2 separate regions of the Sus scrofa genome follow, and region 1 is linked to region 2. A link is a contact called in public Hi-C data. All regions are on one chromosome and are shown on one strand. Each heading gives the region's core, a stretch centred on a gene start, on an enhancer-like site or on the middle of the called end of the contact. The rest is flanking DNA. Distances are from core to core; before and after follow the strand shown.

Region 1 (7,690 bases), core at 2,591-5,090, 68 kb after region 2:
CGGTCACACGTACACGTATTTTTGCCGTCTTCTCTTCCGTCGCGGTTTATAGCGGATATCGACTCTGGCTCCCGGCGCCGCACGGTAGGACCTCGTTGTTTACCTCTCGTGTGTGTAGCAGCTTGTACCCGCTGACCTCGAGCTCCCGGCTCGCCCGCCCCCCTGCCCTCACCCTTCAGGCACCGCAGGGTTGTTTGCTCCGTCTGTGGCCAGCTCTTCACTTTAAGTGCTGTCTTCTGTGGCGCGCTTTCCATAGCAGCTGCACGTTTCTTCGCATAGAGCACATAAGTATTGCTACTATTTTAAAATGAGTTCTCCGGGTGTAATTTTACATACAATAAAAATCACCAATTTCAGTGTACATCTCAGTGAGTGCTGACAGATGTGTGTGGTCACGCCGTTTCCGTCACAGTCGTGATGCGGTAGAGTGTAAAAGTAGGGAATGGCAGTGGCACAGCGCCCTCGAGTAGGCTAGAGGTCACCTTCAGATGGCGCGTATGGGTGTGTAGCAGTGTGTGTGGTTCTCTGCAGCCTTGCCGTAGGTGTAGGGCTGTAACTGCCACCGTAATGACGACCCCAACCACCTCATCGTACGGAGGGGCTCCGTGGGGCTCCGTAGCACCCCCCCTGCCCCGGCCCCTGGCCATCGCAGCGCTGTTCTCTGCGCCTTATGCGGTGCTTTGGGATTTGAGAAATCCGATTGGGGTGCGTGCGCATATGTAAATGTGTGCACTCTGCATGAGATCTTCTTTTAAAAGGTTGAGATGATTCTCCCAGTACCTCTGGTATAATTCGTGGTTGCCTTTCCCTTATAAATGGACAGTGCTGGCCCTTGGCGTCATGCAGATTTTCTAACTTTCCAGCGGTGGTCGTCTCCTTTTACAGCCTGTTCTCAGCCTAACATCAGAGCAGTCATTTTCAAATCAGAATTTACCCACCGTTCTGTCTCTGTACCTTCCGTATACAAGTTCTGTTCTCTGCTCTACCTGGCACATGGTAGACATTCGGTAAATATGTGTAGAGTGACCTACTGACTTGTGGGAAAAGCATATGACTCAGCATAAGTCTTTATATATTTGTGTAGCTTAACTGTACAAGAGGAAGATTGGGGAGCTTGTTTTAATTGGGAGCTGCCATTGAGTTCCTTCTGTATACAAATACTCCGCTCTGATCTGACAAAACTCAGGGAGGCGTGCTTGACAGTTGATCCAGCTTGACTCACTGCCCAGAATCACTCAAGTGAAATATATAAATGCTAATGTACACACCTGTCTGCCCTCAGCCACTTCTTTTTCTTTGCTTTTTTTATTTCTATTTTTACAGCAACCCCTGTGGCATATGGAAGCTCCCGGGCTAGGGGTTGAATTGGAGCGGCAGTGGAGGCCTACACCACAGCCACAGCAGTGCCAGGTCTGAGTGGCATCTGTGGCCCACCCTGCCGCTTGTGGCAGCACCAGCTCCTTCACCTTCTGAGCAAGGCCAGGGATCTAACCTGCATCCTCACGGATGCTATGGCAGGTTTTTAATGCGCTGAGCCCATAGGGACGCCCGAGTCCCATCTTCTTTACACTCAGACCACGGGCTTTCAGGCCTTCTTGATAAATCTGTGTAGCTGCTAGTATTCAGAAAAGAATCTCGTGTGGCAGCCAAAGCATTGCCTTGGCCTGTGGAATAAATTATGAGTAATTTGAGATAGTACTTTTTATTAGAGATGTGAGTGGCTTTTATTAAAAGCTGTGCTTTAATTCTCTTGGAGAATAAGATGAAAAACTCATGAGTATAAATGTAATGCTTGCCTACAGAAGGAAGTCCATTTTTTCTTTTTTTTTTTTTAATATCTTTTATTTATTTATTTATTTTTTGGCTGCTCCCGCAGCATGTTAAAGTTCCCGGGGCAGGGATTGAACCCACACCACAGCAGGGACAGTGCCAGATCCTTAACCCTCTGTGCCACTAGGGAACTCCAGATACCTCCTATTTTTTAAGTAGGAAATTGAAATCAACATGGAAACTAATGTAAATAAACAGAAAACAACCTTCAGAGGTCTTTTCTGAAAAGACTTGCAAACTTGCTGGACTTGGAGTTAAGAAACGGTAGGAATCCATGGTCTAAACAGAGAGCACAGCGCGCAGTAGAGTGGCAAACTAGGAAATGCCCGTGAAGCCAGGCTGTTAGGTCCTGGGGATCCCAGGCTTTGGGATGTGGCCCTCACTTGTCATGAACCTTCCTTCTTGTAGAGAGTGTCTACCCTTTCTAAGAGTTCACTAGCAGGTGTAGATACACCCACAGTCGGAGCTGGCGGGTCCGTGGATCAGGTTTTAGCTTTAACTCTTGCTGCGCGACCTTAGGTAAACAGGGCTAAAGCCTGTCTTGAAGAGTTACAACACAGACCGTAGGTAATGTGTCTGAAACAGCATCATACTTAGCCTCAGAGGCAATAGCCCGTTCCTCTGCTGTCTTCATTCTCTGAGATTTTTTCCTAAGGTTATAAATTGGGGTTTATAGTAGTGTCCGACTCACGGTGATGATTTGAAGATTACATGAGAGTTATTATACATCTGGCGTGGCGCTGAATATATTTAAGCAACTAGATATCTATACATACACACACTTTAATATTCAATAAATTGCATTTATCTCGCAAGTGAAAGTAGTGACTTCTGCTGGGAGTTAAGAGATGAAAGTCAAGAAATGTTTTATTAAAAAAAAGAATGAACACGGGTGTTAGAAACCCCAAGTCGTAAAGAAAGTTGCATGAGCACAGCATCAGGATGTGACAAGTGCAGTGGGTTCAGGGAACACCAGCTCGGGAGCCCGGGTGACCGGGAGGAGCGCGGGGCCTCCAGGGGGCGGTTTTCCAGCCTCGCAGAGGGCAGCTGCCGCAGGGCTGGGTGAGGGCAGATGGCTTCTTCCAGAAGGGTTGTCAAATTTTGTTTTCCCTTTTTTTCATATTTGCAACCAATATGAATTTGAATTGTTTTGATGAGTAAGTAAAACACGTGATTACATTTTCCTACCTTTGAATAGTATTTAAAAATTATAGTAATTAATCCTAAGATAAGTTTGTAATGATGAATTTTCTTCAACATGTAATTGATATTCTGCTGTGGTTGCATTGAAGTCTATACCAAACTAAGATCCATTGAATGTTTCAGTCAGAACAGCTGTAGTACTTCTCTAACTCGTATAAATACAGACTTTATCTCTTCATTTTTGGGTTCAGTAATAAACCTACTTATGATGCAGAAAGTTTTTAAATTTAGATTTATTTTTTGCTATATAGAAGAAAGAGCCAGTCGAATTGTAGACAAAATGATTTCGGAACCAAAGCTTTTTGCTTAATTTAGTGGGCTGAAGAATTCAGTTCTGTTGAATCAGTCTTATATGCCTACTGTATGTAAGAAATAGAAATTACTAATACTTGTAAGTGTTGTGTGGAAAATAACATTTGCACACAGAGTCATCCAAACCCCAGTTGGACTTTTCTCATTCGTTCATTTGCTCGCTCTTCAGTCAGTCTTTAGTGACCACCTTGGTGTAGCTGCTGCTGCAGAAGGCAGAGCAAAGGTTTCGGAGGAAGTGGCGTTGAGGCCAGAACTAGTGGTCCCCGCTCCTGTCGTGAGCGCAGTGAGTTCTCGTGCTTGTCGGCTTACAGGTTCTGGGCGTTCCCATCTGAAGACTCTCTGTGCTCTCCAAGGAGGAGATGTAACAGGTTGACTGGAGAAAGTGCGAGTCATTGTGCTGGCAAGCTTCCCAGGCAGGCATTGCTGCGTTTCCAAGCAGTTTCAGGTGACCGTTTGAGATTTGTCATCGTGAATTTAAAGCAAAGCCTATGTCACATCTCCAGTTGCTCAGCAGTGAGCGTGGAGAAGGGGGTGGGTGGTTGGTTTCGGTGTCTGTTCATTTTGCCAGGCAGTTAAAATAAAGAGATGAGGGGAGTTGGGGGTCTTTGAAAGGGAAGGTTGTAGTGATAAAACGTCCCCATGAGGTGGACAGAGTCATTAACCGGGCAGTAGAAGTCTTTTGAGCAAGTGACCGTCAGGCGCGGTAGCAGTAGCTGAAGAACAGGATCTTTGGGGTTTTTTCCAAGGGCAGAGGTCAACACGCTTTTTCTGTGAAGGGCTAGAGAGCAGTGATGAGGGTTGAGGATCAGGAGGCAAAATGGTCGGTATCGTGAAATATTCCTGGGAGACAAGGCACTTTCCGAGTTTTGTGTTGGTCAAACTCATGACGTAATGATGGAGTACAGTGTTTGTCATCCAGGTCTGCCAGTGAGAAGAACGGAGCTCCTTCTTGGGGGAAGAACTAGCGTTTCCCTAACTGAGGTTCCGAATGAGGTCCCTGTCTTCAAAGTCCGTGGCAGAGGTTGACCTCCTAGTGCTAATCCGTGAGGCTCTGCGCGTTTCAGCTCTGATAAGAGCGCTCAGTTCCTGACACCCGTCCCTTGGCTGCTTCAGTGGAGCCTGACCATTGCCTGGAAGGCGTTTGTAGGATTCTGTTAGATCCTTCTCTTGACGGAAGACTTCAAGCAGCTTTCACTTTGCCAATTAATCACTTAGAGTCAGAGGTTAGGGGGAAGCAATTCAGTTGAAGGACTAAATGGATTTTGAAATACCCTTGCATTAATTGAGCTCTGGAAAATGCTGCCAGGACTGTAGTTTGAGTTCAGAAAGTATGTCCACTGCGCATTTGTGTGGAAATGAAGACTTCCCGTCATCTTTTCTCTTTGACGACACGCGATGGGTAGAAGGCAGCTTGACATTATTGTGCCTCAGATGGTGCTCGAGTGCTCTTAGATGAATTCTTCTTAGAGGAAGGCTGTTTTATTTATTTATTTATTTATTTTGGTCTTTTCTCTTTGAGGGCCTCACCCGTGGCATATGGAGGTTCCCAGGCTGGGGGTCCACTCGGAGCTGTAGCCACTGGCCTACACCACAGCCACAGCAGTGCTGGATCCGAGCCATGTCTGTGACCTACACCACCGCTCATGGCAACACTGGATCCTTAACCCTCTGACCGAAGCCAGGGACCGAACCTGCGTCCTCATGAATGCTAGTCAGGTTCCTTAACCACTGAGCCCCGACGGGAACTCCAGAAGACTGTTTCATTCTGTGCTCTCCAGTGTTACTCATTTTTCTCTGCAGCCTTAGCGTAGTGATTGACACAGCGTGTAAGTGTGTAAACAGCACTCGGTAGGCATTTGTTGAATGAGGCTAAAACATGTTCTCCTAAAACGCCGCTGTTCTCCCCGTTCCTTTGTGTTGTAGGTGAAGAGTGATTATATGTTAGAGATCGCTGACCAAGTGGACCAGGACATTGCTTTGAAGCTGGGTTGTCTGGAGATACGGTAAGGGGGAGATACCTAGATGCTGAGGTCTTTATGCATTCGCTTTTTCCATTACCTTTTCTAGGTTTGTCTGTTTTTTTTCTCATCAATCAAATACTGACTGAAACTTGATTAAATTTTGAGACTTAATCTGAATTAAGTTGACATTGCTAATTTTAGATCTTGTAAAATGGTATTTCATTAGAGTTAGAATGGAATGATTTATAAAAGCATTAGCATGTAGGCAGGTCTGAGACGGAGCTCCTGTGACGGTGTTTAGGCCACTGGCTGAGGTGGACACTGACTACTTCAGGGAGCTCAGTGGTTTGAATTTGAGCATAAATAGCCACACCTGCCCAGTGACTGCCATGTTGCACTGTACAGCTTTAGAGCAGAGGGTGAAAACTGACAATGGATTTCTATTTCTTTCTTTTTTTTTTTTTTTTTTTGGTCTTTTAAGGGCCACACCTGTGGCACATGGAAGTTCCCAGGCTAGGGGTCAAATTGGAGCTGCGGCTTTCAGCCTGTGACACAGCCACAGCAACATGGGATCCAAGACGAGTCTGCAACCTACACCACAGCTCACGCTAGATCCTTAACCCACTGAAGAAGGCCAGGGATCGAACCCACATCCTCGTGGATACTAGTCGAGTTTGTTACTGCTGAGCCACGACAGGAACTCCCTGAGAATGGATTTCTTATTTCTGATAACTTTTTTTTTTTTTTACCACTTATCATATGTCATCTTCTATGCTACCCATTTTAAACATTGAATAGAAGAATATTTTACTTTTGTCAGGTATAATTTTACTTAAAATTTCTCCTGGGCTGCTAGTTTAAATGAGTTGGTTAAATTAGCTAAAATGTGATCGTGTGTACTCAAAACGTTTAGAAATAATTTTCCCCCGAGATCACTGTTTTTCATAGTACCTAAGGCTATTAAGTGACAGTTCCTGCAAAGAGCGAATCATCGTTAAGTGTAACTCTCAACTCTTCATTAAAATGGTTTCAGCCTTACCCACATAGCCCAGTAACGAAAGCCATCTCTCACTGGGAGTCCCCGTCCATGCCCTTCACAGCGTTCACAGGGGACACGTACGCAGGCCCTTTTTTTTTTTAAAGGTTTGCAGTCTGGCTTTGTTTTTGTTTTTGTTTTGTCTTTTCTAGGGCCGCACCCTCGGGATATGGAGGTTCCCAGGCTAGGGGTCGAATCAGAGCTGTAGCCGCCAGCCTACGCCAGAGCCACAGCAACGCAGGATCTGAGCCGTGTCTGCCACCTACACCACAGCTCACGGCAACGCCGGATCCTTAACCCACTGAGCAAGGCCAGGGATCGAACCTGCAACCTCGTGGTTCCTAGTCGGATTCGTTAACCACTGCGCCACGACGGGAACTCCAGACACTTTTTTTTTTTCATTTTCTTTTCCTTTTTATAGCCACACCTGTGGCATATAGAAGTTCCCAGGCTAGGGGTCAAATCAGAGCCACGTCTTCGACCTGCACCACAACTCATGGCAACGCCGGATTCTTAACCCACTGAGCGAGGCTGGGAATTGAATCTGCATCCTCACGGACAGTGTCGGGTTCTTAACACTGAGCCACAACGGGAACCCAACTCTTCTTCTTCTTCTTTTTTTTTTTTTTAATGTTGTGGCTGCACCCATGGCATATATGGAAGTTTTAGGGCCAGGGATTGAATCCGAGCCGCAGCTATAACCTACACTGCATTTGCAACCCTGGCTCCGTAACCCACTGTTCTGGGCCAGGAATTGAATCCACACCCGAGCCTCTGCAGTCAGAGGGTTAGCTCTGCCTCACGGTGGGAGTCCTCGGAGACTCTCTTCGTACTGCAAGCAGGGCTGTGATACAGGACCTGGAAGAGGAGTCCGAAGCGCCAGCTCCCACGTGATGCCCTCCGTGCCCCTCCGTGCCCCTCCACCCACACGTTATGCTGATCCCTGCTCCTCCCGTGTTTGACGTCACTGATTTTTCACTCTGAGGAAAAGCGCCACAAAACAGTCATCTCTCCACTTGTCTCTCCCACATGAATAGAAAACAGGAGAACAAATTAAATGATCTTTTTGCCCCTTTAAAATTTTGCTCCTTCAGAATCTAGTATTTTCCAGAGAAAAGTCAGACACATTTAAAAAGTCAAGCCAGTATTAATATTATTACAGGTTGAGAAAGATCTTGTTGACTGTCCATCCTCCTGTGAAATTACCCCAGATGGTTGGTAATTTCTGTGTTCCAAAGCGGCTCAAGCCAGGCTTTGTCGTTTTGCGGGATAACTGTCCCTGCAGAGGGCACCCCGCCACCGTGGCAGGTTTCTAGAGAAAGGACTTGGCCCCAGGAAGGTCTGAGAC
Region 2 (7,064 bases), core at 2,498-4,997:
GGGACCAGCCTGGCGTCTGGGTCAGACCTACCTGCCGTCTTAGAGGGTCTCCTGGGAGAGCAGGGGCGGCTGTCCCTCGCGGTGGGGCAGGAGATGAGAGACAGAGGCCCTGGGGATAATCAAGGCAGGAGCTCCCTGGAGGTTGTCAAATTGGAAATGAGACCTGGCCCCACCCAAGAGCCTGCAGACTCCAGTGCTGGACCACCTCAGGCCGAACAGCCGACGGGGTGGAAACACAGCCCCACTCATTGCCGACAGGCTGCCTAAACCCTGCTGCCTCTAAACACAGCCCTTGACAGGGCCCTCTCCCCCAGCCAAGCCCCGCCCTCCAGTGCGTGCACATGGCCCTCCATCTGGAAGCCGGCACAAGCCCTTCGTGCCCTGGGACCAGCCTCACCCACCAGGAGGCCGATCACCAGAAGCCAGAGGGGCTACAGCCCTGCAGCTGTTGAACAGAGACCGCAGAGAAAGCCAGACAAAAAGAGACGGCAGAGAAGCGTGTTCCAGAGAAGGAACAGGACAGGAGTGAGATTGCAGTGAGTATGTTTAGTCAACTGCTGTATGGAAAACTCATACTGTAGTGAGTATGGGTTGTACCTTTGAGGTCGTGCGGAAACAGCTGTGAATGTACTTCATATATTTTGGGACCTGGGGTATGCGGTTACATTTTACATGAAACCCTGCAGGTGGAAATGCGGTTATTTTTGTGTTCTCTTTTATTCTTGTTGGGTTAATTCACATTTCTATTGTTTACTTAAATGTAGTATTTGATTTCTATAAAAAGCTTGGGAAATATACATCAGGAAATTCCTGTGCTCAGAGGTTGTTCTTAGGTGGTAATTCAAGGGTGCCAATGAAGGAATATGCTTTAAGCCACTTTTAATTATATCCAGACTTTATATGTATTTATAGAAAACATTAAAAGGGCACTCATAATTTAAATGCACTTTATATGTACATATTCATTTTGTAACTTTATTTTCAGCAAAATCAGGTTTGGAGATGCTTAAATCCATAGCTGAAATAAATGACAGTTTCTCCAAGAAATAAGTATAGAAGTGTGCCATAATGATTATAAAAAGAAGACTCAAGGACTTTAAAGTATTTTCGCAGTTTCTTGGACTTTCTTCTTCATTGCAGAATAGAAGTCAAGTGGATTTTTAAAAAATGTGCAAATCAGCTCCTGTATTATAGGAGGTCCATGTTGCTATACTTTATAATTAGGTCTTGTTTTGTTTTTCCTATGGTCAGATTTAAGGTGTTTTCACTTATTGCTGTTAGTTACCTTTTCATCTGTTTTCAGTGTTTAAGTTTTCTGTTTTCGAATGGACAACCTTATTATCTGTAGGTGCATGGAGAGGTCATATCCCGAAAGAGCAGTAGTCAGTTCCCGTCGTGGCGCAGTGGTTAACGAATCCGACTGGGAACCATGAGGTTGCGGGTTCGATCCCTGCCCTTGCTCAGTGGGTTGACGATCCGGCGTTGCCGTGACCTGTGGTGTAGGTCGAAGACGCAGCTCGTATCCCGTGTTGCTGTGACTGTGGTGGAGGCTGGTGGCTACAGGTCTGATTAGACCCCTAGCCTGGGAACCTCCATGTGCCGAGGGAGTGGCCCAGAAAAGGCAAAAAGACCAAAAAAAAAAAAAAAGAGAGAGAGAAAAGAAAAGAGCAGTAGTCAATATAATGGTTTTATTTAATTAACTGAAAGCAGTTTTTTTTCCCTAAAAGATTATCTTTTTAAGAAGTTAAAGAAAAGTTCTTTAGAATATCTTGTATCTTATCAGATTAAAGAGCTGCAGGTAAAAGTAATTTTTTAGATTTATAATTTTCGTGGGACATAAGTTGAAAATTTTATATCCTGTTTCACATATACACACACACTTATGACTGTTTTTAAAATGCAGTACCAAAGGGCTAAGGACTGTGGGAATATTGTGTTTTGAGATGCTTCTTTTCCTTTACTTGTGGAGGTGTACAAAAGCCCAGGTTTGCAAATTAGCTTCAGGCCGTCCTTGAAGTGAATTGATCTTTTTTTTTAGGTTGGCTACAGGTCCCCTGGAATGTGAGAGCTGGAGGCGGGAAGATCCCTTTGCCTCTGTCTTTGGTGGGGTCTCTGTAATACCGGGGGCGCTTCCTCCCCAGTCTGTCCCGTTACGCATTGTGGCCTCGGGTCTGCTGAGTGCATCGCACCACTCTGATTTTTATCTGTAGACAGCTCTCCTCTCGACCTCGTTTCCTGCCAGTAGTTCTACCACAAGAATCAGCAAACCCCACAGATGGAGGCTTTTCTTCCTCTCTCCCAAAGACATAGTTGTTAAATATTTGTGGGTACATCCTGCTTGCATATATCCCTATCCTTGTGCACCTGTGACACATGGAGATTCCCAGGCAAGGGGTCCAGTGGGAGCTACAGCTGCCGGCCTGCGCCACAGCCGCAGCAACGCCAGATCCGAGCCATGTCTGCGACCTACACGGCAGTTCATGGCAATGCGGATCCTTAACCCACTGAGCAAGGCCAGGGATCGAACCTGCAACCTCATTTCTGCTGTGCCATGACAGGAACTCCAAATTCTTTTATTTTTTTATTTATCCATTTTTTATTTACTTATTTATTTTTAGGGCTGCACCTGCAGCAGATGGAGGTTCCCAGGCTAGGGTAGCCAGGGATCAAACCCTTGTCTTCATTGGAGTTCCCGTCGTGGCGCAGTGGAAACAAATCTGACTAGGAACCATGAGCCATTCCTGGCCTCGCTCAGTGCTCAGTGGGTTAAGGATCCAGTGTTGCGGCGAGCTGTGGTGTAGGTCACAGAGGCGGCTGGGATCCCGAGTTGCTGTGGCTGTGGTGTAGGCTGGCAGCTATAGCTCCGATTTGACCCCTAGCCTGGGAACCTCCATATGCCACGGGAGCAGCCCTAAACAAAACAAAACAAAACAGCCCCCCCAAAACAAAAGAAACAAACCCATGTCCTTATGGATACTAGTTGGGTTCACTGCTGCTGAGCCACAATGGGAACTCCAAATAACTGAAATTAATTCCAGTAATAAATATCATAATTCTTTGATCTGATCTGGTTTAAAATGATGAGAAATTAAAGATAAATTCCCAATTCCTCCCACCCCAAACCTTGTACCATCAGTCGTCCCTCTCCATTCCTCCGTGGCCCCAGTCCTAGGCAGCCACCAGTCTTTGTGGCTTCCTACAGATTCGCCTGTCCTGGACCTCCGTGCAGAAAGCGTCGTGCGGTAGCTGGTCTTTAGGTGGGGCTTCCTTGGCTTAGCTTCATCCGTGTTGCGGTCTGTGTTGGTCCCACTCCGGTTATTGCTGAGTAATGTTCGGGAGGAAATCCACGGCCTCGGCTCTCATGTTTGCAGCCTGCCAAAACCGTTCCTGTTTTTCCGTCCTCTGGCCGCAGTTTCCTATGCATGCGGAGCCCGGATTCTCAGCCTCCTCCTTGTTCGCAGGATGGGCAAATAAACACCGAAAAAGCCGCTGAAGGAGATCGGCTCAGCCTTGTGGTTCTTCACCCTCTGAAGTTATAGCCCCTCTTGTTCGCGCTGCCGTAGCAGCTCTTCAATTGTTGTGTTTTATGCACTTCTCTTGTTTTCTGGAGGAAATGCTGTTCTACTGCCAGCTGTTGCTTCTCTCTTGGATTCAGAAATCTCAAAAAGGGGGGAAGGAGGAACCTTTTAATAAGTTAGTATGTACAGTCTCTCCTCCTGTAGCTGTCACGCCCTGACTGTGTGGCTTGTCGTGTGAGTCATTGCTGCTGTTACTCTAGATCTTTGGACCGAAATAGAAGGATTTCTGCTGTGTCCTAGGAGGAGCAAATATCCGTCATCAAGCATGGATTTTGCTCACATGTTTTTAGGGCTTGCCCCCTTCACAGTCAGACATTTATGGATTGAGGAGCTTGCCGCCCTGTGAGGACAGGATCATTATTACCCATTTTTCCTTTTGCCCCAGTGCTGTTCGTGTTCTGTCTTGACTTCCACTTACTTTGGCTGTAATTTGCTAATCTTTTGCTTATTTGCTAAGAAATATGGAAGGCATATGGAAGTTCCCAGGTTAGGGTTCAAATCGGAGCTAAAGCTGCTGGCCTACACCACAGCCACAGCAACGCGGGATCTGAGCCATGTCTGTGACCTACACCACAGCTCACGGCAACACCAGATCCCTAACCCACTGAGTGAGGCCAGGGATCAAACCTGCATCCTCATGGATACTGGTCCGATTCGTTTTCTGCTGTGCCACAACAGGAACTCCCCCCCCCTTTTTTTTAAATGAGAGATTTATTTACTGGGGGTGAGTCTCTGCACCAGCACAGAAGATGCAAAGTGATGCACTCGTGATGGAGTGCTCCCACAGCTCTGTATGTTACGGTATTTAGTTCTAACAACTGTGAGAGGTAGCCTCCGTTCTGAACTTAGTTTAATTGATGAGAAAACCAAGTCAGAGAGAGGTTAAAAAGAGCCGCCCCAGTTGCATATCGAGTGTGTGGCAGAGTTGGGATTCAAGGGATATTGGAAGTACACTGAATGGACGACATCCGGCTTTCAGTTTTAACGGAGTGGAAACGATGAAGCGATTTGGGCTTTAGAGTCACGTGTGGCTTTGACTTTTACAGGCCGATCTTATCCCAGATTCTTTACCTCTGTGAGCCGGTTTCCTTTGTCTGGAAAATGGTGCTGCCAGTGATTATCGCCAAGTTTATTAGGGGATTAATTTTTTAAGCCATGTGGAGGCCCTGGTACCGTGTTGGCCAGTATCACGCGTGCTGGGGCAGTATACAGCCTAGTCAAGAACCGGTTGTCTCTCTCTCCTGCCTCGTGCTCTCTCTCTCTGGACCTTTCCCCTTTTCCCCCTAGTCTGTGGAAGTAGCCACTGTTGTATCATGCGTGCAGATGTGTTATGAAATGGAAGTGAGATTCACTCTTAAAGTTATTTTAACATTTTAAAAATGTTTTTTGTTGAGGGTAAACAAAAAACACATAGCAAAATTTACTGTCTTTGGCTCTAGACACCTAGTCTAGTTCAGTGGTGTTAAGTACATCCACATTGTCGGGAAATACAGATCTCCAGGATTTACCTTGCAGCCCGGAAACCCTGCACCCTCTCCCTTCTCCCCAGCTCCCGTCAGCTGCCGTTCTGCATTCTGCTCCTACGAGGGTGACTGTTTTAGATACTGCAAATAGCGGAGTCATCCTGTATTTGTGCTTGTTGCGCTTGGGTGAATCACAGGATTTCCTTCCTCTCAATGGCTGAGTGATACTCCACTGTAATGTGGTCACCTCACTTTAGTTATCCACTCAGCCGTCACTGAACACCTCTTGACTGCTGGGAAGAGCTGCTGTGAACATAGGCATACACATTTCTTCGAGACCCTGCTTCCAGTTCTTTTGGATGTGGAATTCCCAGAGTGGGATTGTTAGATCAGATGATGGGATGTTTTGAGGTGTGTCCAGAGTCTTCCGTAGCAGTCGCACCGTTTGACGTGCCCGCCAGTGCGGCTCGAGAGCTCCACTTCTCCTCATCTTTGCCAACACTCGTTATTTTCATATTTTTTTTTAAAAAAAGTAATCGTGCTAATAGATGTGAGGTTGGTTTTAATGACGTTTATTTTTATTTATTTATTTTTTATGGCTGCACCTGTGGCATATGGAGCTTCCTGGGCCAGGGACTGAATCTGAGCCACAGCTGTGACATCTTAGCTGCAGCAATGCCAGATCCATTAACCTGTTGCTGCTGGGCTGGGGCTTGAACCTGCCCCTCTGTGGCGACCCAAGCCACTGCAGCAGATTCTTAACCCACTGTGCCACAGTGGGAACTCTTAATAATGTTTTTTAATGATAAAAAAAATTTAAGTAGAATTGGAAGTGACTCCATTAAGTTTCTTGCTAAGAATAATGTCTCTTGGTACCAGTGTGACAAGACCAAAATCATAGAGGAGGGAAATTGACAAAGAAAACCCACCACTACGTGGCTGTGCTTGGGAAGAAGAGAAGCCACCTTATTTGTGTCTCCTACTCAGAATGTGACTGGGGTAAGGAATGACCCCTCTGTACTGGGGGCTTCTAGTATTTCTTGCTTACGGATTGTAGAGTCACACTGTAGAAGCAGTCTCCTTTTCAGGCACGGAGGGATGGGTTAAAATGCAGCTGTTGAAGAGGGTGTAGTTTGTAGTAGAGACTCACACTCACCACCAGGGGTCCCCCTGCCCCAGCACACCCTCGGACTATAGCTGTGTGGCCGCAGCTGCACAGCCTGGTTGTAAGGGACCCCAGCGGTCTTCTCTGCCTCAGTTATTGAACGTGGGAAGCTGTCCTTTGATACTGTTGCTATTTGCCAAATAAGGTGAGTGATCTGACCATGGATAAGTTGGATTGACAGGGTAAAAAAAAATGAATGTCAAGGAAATGATGAAGCAAGTTGTATATGCATGTTTGATAAAATGTAAGTTTCAAAGTTGATTTGAAGTTTTTTTTTTTTGTCTGCCCCCCAACATACGGAGTTCCAGGGCCAGGGATCAGATTTGAGCCACAGATGCGACCAAAGCTGCAGCTGAGGCAACGCCAGATCCTTAACCCACTGTGCTGGGCAGGGGATCAAACCTGTGTCCCAGTGCTCCCAAGATGCTGCCCCTGATCCCATTATGCCACAGCAGGAACTCTGATTTGAACAGTTTTTTTGCTTTATTTTATTATTGTTTATTTTAAATGCAATTTAAACAGTTTTAACATTAAATAAATAACTACTTGATTGCCTTTTGGTATTTGTGTCATTTTGGTCAATATCAACAAAATCCCCCTCTCCTTTTTTTTTTTTTTTTTTTGTCTTTTTAGGGCCACACCTGTGGCATATGGAGATGCCCAGGTTAGGGGTTGAATTGGAGCTGTAGCCGTCAGCCTACCTCACAGCTACATCAATACCAGATCCCAGGTGTGTCTGTGACCTACACCACAGCTCACTGCAATGCCAGATCCTTAACCCACAGAGCAAGACCAGAGATTGAATCAGAGTCCTCATGGATACTAGTCAGGGTCCTTATCACCGAGCCACAGTGGGAG

What was found. A called contact is a pair of places that touch in the nucleus more often than the background predicts.
Region 1: a contact with region 2 is called in a Hi-C map of skeletal muscle, with 3 times the contacts expected there. The contact joins two enhancer-like sites. A contact is called at or near these places in 1 of 5 promoter capture datasets (liver), 15 of 47 Hi-C or Micro-C datasets (embryonic fibroblasts, epiblast stem cells, fetal heart ventricle and 7 more) and 2 of 2 datasets of contacts at active chromatin or transcription factors (alveolar macrophages and skeletal muscle).

The regions. Positions count from the first base shown.
Region 1 is chr4:2,766,686-2,774,375 of Sscrofa11.1, forward strand. It overlaps PTK2 (focal adhesion kinase 1), which reads left to right. Exons shown (of 31, transcript XM_021088851.1): 6 at 5,269-5,348. Among named protein-coding and RNA genes, the nearest start is that of MIR151, 79 kb to the right of the region's middle. Within about 2 kb of position 3,841, at least 4 of the 83 cell types and tissues checked have an H3K27ac peak or open chromatin away from gene starts, as enhancers often do. A contact at or near this core is called in skeletal muscle, where this site is marked.
Region 2 is chr4:2,698,959-2,706,022 of Sscrofa11.1, forward strand. All of the region lies in intron 2 of PTK2 (focal adhesion kinase 1), which reads left to right. Among named protein-coding and RNA genes, the nearest start is that of PTK2, 46 kb to the left of the region's middle. Within about 2 kb of position 3,748, at least 28 of the 83 cell types and tissues checked have an H3K27ac peak or open chromatin away from gene starts, as enhancers often do. A contact at or near this core is called in skeletal muscle, where this site is marked.